Regions from separate parts of the Triticum aestivum genome. Here region 2 is linked to region 1. The links are chromatin contacts, called in public Hi-C maps. All regions are on one chromosome and are shown on one strand. The core of a region is the stretch at or near the end of the contact, and the rest is flanking DNA. Distances in the headings are between cores, read along the strand shown.

Region 1 (3,743 bases), core at 1,155-3,654:
CAAGTCTCCAAGTCCAAGATTCCGGTGCTGCACGTGGTATTGTGGATATATATGCGGGGGAATGTATCTGGTGCACCAGGCCAATTTGTGCTACCGGTGCACCGGTCTCCCGTTGCACATCCAAAAATGTTTGAAAAAATTTCAAAAAGAATTTAGTGCTTTGACACAACATCAATATATGTTGTCACAAAAATTTAAATCAAAATTAAAAACATTACTCGAGATATAAAAATGACAAATTTGGCACTGAATAGTACATAACACAAGTTAGGCTTCAGTTTTGGCCCATTAACACATTGATGTCAAATTTGCCATTTTTATATTTCAAGCACTGTCTATAATTTTGATTTGAATTTTTGTTATAACATATATTGATGTTGTGCCAATGCATTAATTTTTTTTAGATTTTTTTAAACATTTTTGAATGTGTAACGAGGGACCGGTGCACCGGTAGCATCAATTGCCCCGATGCACCAAATACGTTCCCATATATGCGGAGGTGAGTTGGCCCTACAAATCCTAACCGGATCTGGCGTCTCAGAGAATACGGAGTGTTGTTCGATCGAGTATATATTTACACATGTACTGTATATACTATTCTTTTGTGATGCTCATTTATATATGTTCAATTCTTTGCATCAAGACATATGTACCGTGATAATTCGGAGAAATAAAGAGATTCCGCGTGTGTTTTGTATGTTTTCGATCTGCAAGGTGTAGTTAGTACTCCGATCAAATATACTGTACAAGTTAAATTTCCCTATAAAAAAACTGTACAATATAAATATTCTAAAAAGGGCACTGATAGGCGCTGGTGCGCCGGCCCAAAATTGGGCCGGTCGCACCCTGCCCGTTCGATGGCTCCACTCTAACCGTTCAGATCTTATCTGCTTCGTCCCCAACACTCCGCACCCTACAGCATATCCAGAAAAGGAGAGAGCGCAGCCGTCGCGCCCATCGCATCTCCTCCGTCGGGCTTCTGCTTCACGAGACGCAACGGCCGCGTTCATCGGCGTCGTCGGCCCCGGCTGCACCAGCGCGTTGTCGCCTGCCCCTCCCCCCCTTCTCACGCCCGCCGTTGGGTGCCAGCTTCAGCTGCAACTGCAGCTCTGACGCTGGCTGGTTCCAGCGCACTGGTCGTGTGGTTGTAGCAAAATCTCTGGCGTCATCGTCTCTGCCTCGCCACCACCGTCGACTAGCACTCGTGATCCAGCAAAACAATCTCAGTAACAAACCCCCAATCATCAATTGAAGCAAAACAATTAGCCGGTTCCAGCTAACAATAATACCGGTAGAAGCAAAAATCACAGGAAGCAAAATCCACCAACAAAAGTTAATGTAGCAAAAACACTAACACGTTCCAGCAAAACATATAGCTGGTTCCAGCAAACCCACATTGGTTCGAATAAAAGTCACAGGAAGCAAATTCCAAAAGAAAAGTCGATGTAGCAAAAAAAAAAAGCAAGTTCCAGCAAAGCATAAGCCTGGTTCCAGCAAAAATCACGACGGCCGTGGGAGGAGCGTCCGGTTCCAGCACCGGTGGATGCTGGTTCCAGCTCTACAACTCATCGGTTGCAACTCCGCCGGTGAGGATTGCAGCAAAAACAAATTGTCCCGTCGGCGGCAGCGGCCGGAAGCAGCAGCGGTACTTCGCGGTTCCAGCACCGCCGCCCAACGGTTGCAGCTCCACCAGGTGCGGGTTGTAGCACCGCCGTCCTGCTGCTTGTTCCCCGTCGCCGCCCATCTGCATCTCTGCGCCGGCCGCCTCGCGCACCATGAGGCGCAGCGCTCGTCCGTGGTGTGTGTGTGTGTGTGGGGGGGGGGGGTTGAGCAGGTGTGGGGGCTGGTTCAAGCTTGCAGGGGATGGCCATGATCGCTGAGGAGAGAGATGAGTGGGCAGGGGCGATGCTGGTGGAGAGGAGCCGTCAGCTGTGTGGCTCCCGGAGAGCGGCCTGGTGGCGGAGATGAGGAGCATGGGAGTAGATAAGGCAGAAAGAGATAAAAAAAAGGATGGGAAGGAGATGTAGTGTGTGGGCCCCGATGGGGTACGTGGCTACGTAGAGACTCCTGCACGAAGCGAGCGAGCCGGGGCGACCGGCGCAAGGTTCAGCCGGTCGTCCGGCGAGAAACGTTTCCCTTCTAAAAATACCATATATGTTAAATCCTTGCGCGTGATGCTTATTTTAGATCACCCGCTAAAAAAATACTCCTAGATACTTAGTATTTCAGATGCATGGCATCGCAGATAAGCTGAGCAAATTCTCCAACTAGTGACCCCTAAAAAAAGTTCAAGTTCTCCAACTTGTTTTCTTTTTTTTGGACAATTTCTCCAACTTTTTTTTAGTGTTGATTTTTTTAGGGGATTTTTTTTAGTGTTGATGAAGGTACGAAGATGAACTTGGACGTATCCGGACAGGGTCGCACGGCCCTGTCCAAGCCAACAGCACCCCACACCTTAACCCTAGAACATCTTTCAGACGCCTCCCTGCTCGCCCTGCTGGCTCTCGCGTTCTCAGCAAACCAGCGACGGCGACGGCGACCGCTCTTCACCGCTGCCCCCTTCTCTTCTCGGGCGTCGGCAGATCTGCGCGGGCCGCTATCCTCTCCTTCCCGACAGGCGACAGTCCTTCCTAGCCATGGTGAGCCCCCTGTCCTCTCTTTCGTCTAGGTTCTCTCCTTCCCTGTATACCATCGCCGCAGAATTTTGGCGGCCACGGAGGTCAAGTGAAATTCCCTTTGAACGCTAGATTGTTTGGTTGTAGTTCGGAGAGGTTGCAGTCTTGGTTGGAGGAGTTGGTAGAATTTAAACTCTGCTTTTTCTGCTAATGCACTGCCTGCTGCCGGCTATTTAGGTTACATCCTCCATGTTTCCAGCTTGTAGTAATTGTAAGCATATACTCCCTCCGTTCCTAAATACTTGTCTTTCTAGCCATTTCAAATGAATATCACATACGGATGTATGTAGACATATTTTAGAGTGTAGATTCACTCATTTTACTCCGTATGTAGTCACTTGTTGAAATGCCTAGAAAGACAAGTATTTAGGAACGGAGGGAGTACTTACATAGTTAAAAGAAATCGCTAGGCGTTAATTGTACGTTTTTGCCACCGCCTTGCGCTTTTCTGACCAAAGACAATGCACTGATTAAACGCAATTAAGCGCTTTGCTATCACCTAGAGCCTAGACATGCCTTTTTAACTATGAGCATTAAATTAGATTATAGCCATGCCCCCTGTGTTGGGCACATGTTTGTCTGTACTCATATATCTTAGAAATATACTCCCTCCGTTCCTAAATATTTGTCTTTCTAGAGGTTTCAAATGGTGACTACATACGGAACAAAATGAGTGAATCTACACTCTAAAATATGTCTATATACATCCGTATGCGGTGACTATTTGAAATCTCAAAAAAGACAAATATTTAGGAACGGAGGGAGTAGCTTTTTAGGTTTTAAGCTGAGAAAAGGGACTATGGGAGGATGTGTCGAGCTGTGGCCTAGCCCAAGCTGTCGATGATCACCTAGCGCTATCTCAATTAACGTAGGGAACGTACGCTACTATGAATGTTTCTGCCAAGGTTTGAGCTCGTTCTCCGGACGGATTCGGATCCTTTTCTCTCTTTTGAAATTCTATAGATATAGATGTCTCGACTGCCGAATCTGAATCCAAATCCTTAGAACAACTCGATTCCGTTGATTCACTGTCTATTTTCAGTCTTTTCTTTCTTTATAGTTAAGTAA
Region 2 (3,419 bases), core at 321-2,820, 140 kb before region 1:
TTAAAAATATTTAACAGGTAAAATTAACATCATATTTAGATTCCACACATTTTTCTAATAAAATTTCATATATAATATGTTAAAATCGAAGTTACGGTTTAAAAGATACAGATAATTTAGAAAATCATTTATTTGACTTAAATATATTTCAAAATAATATTTAAAAATACTTAACAGGTAAAATTAATCTCATATTCATATTCTACATATTTTTCTAATCAAATTTCATATATAACACGTTCAAATCAGAGTTACGATTTAAAAGATATGGATGATTTAAAAAAGCATTTGTTTGACTTAAATATGATTCCTGATCCGCGGATGAATTACCTAAAACATCAGGAGGTTTCGAAAAATGCAAAATAACGGTTCGTGTGTGACTTAAATCCGGACTGCGGGTTGATTTCAGAAAAACACAGGGACTTTTGTGAAAAATGCCATGACGGCCGAAAGAAACCACATTTGCTTATTATTAGGTAAGATAAGATCTGAAAGATCTTAGCATTCCCAGTACGCGGGGCAAGATCGACCGAAAAAAAAATGAGGGACCGACAGATAATTGCGAGGTGTGCCAACAAGGCCAAACAGAAGTCAGTGATCGAACCACACGCCACACCTCGTCCCATTTCCTTGCAGGTCCACCTGACACGGTCCATTGCATGCGGACATGCGGCGCCGACGACCTAGACGAGTTGCTGAAAGCGACGCGTGACCGTCCGTTTCTACCGTACCCAGCGGTGGTGACATCCAGCGCCCCTCACGGGCACGCCTCTACCGCACGCGTTGTGCTCTGCTTCGTCGGCACGTCCTACTCTGTTCCTCGCGTGTGAGAAAAATCACGGAGTGGCATTCATGGTTTACCTGGACCACGAGGAGCGGGTAGGAGGAGATGCCCCCGGTGAAGTCGACGGCGGGGATAAGGCGCTTGAGGTCCATGGTGGGCGCGAAGTCGCCGAAGTCGTCGACGGTGCCGTCGGGCGCGTCGGCCTCCACGAAGAGCACCCCTTCCGCGTTGCAGTCGATCTCCACGCGCCCGTCCTCGTCGCGGGCCAGCCGCCCCGCCATCGGGTAGAAGGGCACCAGCGCCTCCGCCAGCGCCCGGCGCATCCGCTCCGCGTCGAAGTAGCGGCCCGCCTCCTCCCCCTCCCCCGCGCCGCGCCGGAAGAAGTAGACGCTCGGCGTGTGGAACCGCGGCACGACCAGGTCCGGGTTGGCGTTCCACAGCCGGAGCCGCGGCGTCTCCTCCGCCGGCACCACGACCGTCGATCCCCGCACCGTGATCTTCATCTCCGCGGATGCAGATCTGGCGGGCAGACTAGGCGGAAGAAAAGCGAGCGAAAGGTCGTCGGTACGTACGTGAAGGCGCGTGGGAGCAGCGGCGATAATTAAAATTAAAGTAGGGCGTTTGGTAGCTCTTGGTGGAGAGCTGGTGAGCGAGCGGGGGGTGGCGCGGGTTTTATAGCCGGCGAGGCGGGATGGCGCGACTTGCCCTCGTTTGCCTCCAGTTTTTTTGCTCGATTGCTTCGTGGGAGGAGCTGGTGACGGGTGGGGAGTTGGTGGGATGGATGACCAGGCTCGGAAGCGGGACCCCTTTAATTCCTCGGTGGACGCGGTCCAACCTACCGGACCGTGGACGCGTTGCCGGTGATCCACATCAGCGTGATCTGTCCACCTCTATCCGCTGCATCAGCACTGACAGCAGCTTCCGATATTTATTTTTATTTTTATTTTTTTGCGGGGAAAGCTTCCGATTTTGGGAATTCATCAGCTGCCCCTAATTCCTACTTGGCGAAAAATGAAAATGCAGCGGCCAATGATCTTGGACGAGCATCATTGTTTGTTATATTTTTCCTGGTTTTGGAGGCTTTGTCACTCCGCTCACGTGAGAGTGTGACATAATGGCGGATTTTGAATTATATACTACTTCCTCCGTTTCTAAATGTAAGTTCTTTTAGATATTTCAATATGAACAACACACGGAATAAAATGAGTGAATCTACATCCTAAAATATGTCTATATACATCTGTGCATAGTCCGTATTGAAATATCTAAAAGATCTTGTATTTAGAAACAGAAGGACTATGTCTCTCTTCTTAGCGGACGAGCTTGCTTCAAATCACGAGCCCCTAATTCCTATTTGGGCTTGGATTATGTCCAGAAACTCAGAATCTGAACCAAAATGATTTTGAATTTGAGAATGACACAAGATCGATTTTTTTAGAACACGCATGAGCTCTGTATGCCTATATATTAAGATAGAAAACAATATTTATGTTACAAGAACGGATCTCTAAAGCCGCATATAATCCATGGCAGTCTACACAAACCACCGGGGTTGACACAAGCATGACTAGCCTACTACTTGCTTTAGGCCCTGTTTGTTTGGGTTTTTGCTTTTGCTTTTGCATCTTTTTCATTTTGTCAAAAAGCCATAAAAGCTCCTAATTTTTATGACTTTTGATGAATCAATATAACATGTTTTAGCTCCAAAAGCCATAAAAGCTCCAAAAGCACCTATTTAGGAGCTTTTGTGGCTTTTTGGCCAAAATGGAAAAGCTGCAAAAGCACCTATTTAGGAGCTTTTGTGGCTTTTTGGCCAAAATGGAAAAGCTGCAAAAGCAAAAGCAAAAGCCCAAACAAATAGGGCCTTAGACTACCATCCCCACTTCTTCCGCTCGCGCAAAAGATCGTGGACCTTATTGACAACTGCCGAGGTGAGAAGGGATTTGTTCTTGAATATCCTCATGTTTCTCTCGAACCAAACGTGACGGAGAGTGCAGATAATGACTGAGTTTATCCCTTCTGCATCTTGGGAGATATCATCTGCTACCACGAGGACCACCATGGAAGAATTTGGTCACTCGATGAAGGAGCAAGGCGGACGAGGCTAGTCCAGTGGAGCACACTGAGCCAAACTTTGCGGGCTTAGATACACCAGATAAGGAGGTGTTCGATCGTTTCATCACACTAGTTGCAAAGGGGGACAGGACGGCTGATGGAGGAGCCCTCATCTGGCAAGGCGATCAGAGGACCAACACCTGCTTTGTTGCACAAGCCACACAAAGAACTTGAATATCATGGGCGCCTAGGGTTTTCATACTAGAAGATTCCATCCACAAGAGATACGGCCAGCAAAGAAGGCCTGAAACATGGATTTGGAGGGGTGGCATCTAGTAGTCGTCCACTTGTAGCTCCATGAGTCAATGCCATGCGTCATTGGGGAGTCTGAAATTGTTGGCCACGTGGTAGGGAACTGCATGATCGCGGCGGTAGGAAGACAGCCACGAAGGTCACACACACAGGAGGATACATGAAGGCCTTCCTAAACCATTCGGCTGGCTAGGGAAGCATGCTTGACAACTGCAGCAACATCGATCGGGTACCAACTGAGGGATACTAGCTTTATCGATCTAGTGGT

The links. Hi-C and Micro-C count contacts between places; a contact is called where the count stands out from the background.
Region 2: a Hi-C map of leaf shows a contact between it and region 1, with 3 times the contacts expected there. The contact joins the promoter of LOC123144794 here to the promoter of LOC123144793 in region 1. A contact is called at or near these places in 4 of 5 Hi-C or Micro-C datasets (leaf and an unstated tissue).

What each region holds. Positions count from the first base shown.
Region 1 is chr6D:308,339,509-308,343,251 of IWGSC CS RefSeq v2.1, reverse strand. It overlaps LOC123144793 (enhancer of rudimentary homolog), which reads left to right and starts at 2,404. Exons shown (of 4, transcript XM_044564032.1): 1 at 2,404-2,639. The coding sequence starts at 2,637.
Region 2 is chr6D:308,483,936-308,487,354 of IWGSC CS RefSeq v2.1, reverse strand. LOC123144794 (hydroxycinnamoyltransferase 2) reads right to left here and starts at 1,570. Exons shown (of 2, transcript XM_044564034.1): 1 at 862-1,570. The coding sequence starts at 1,287.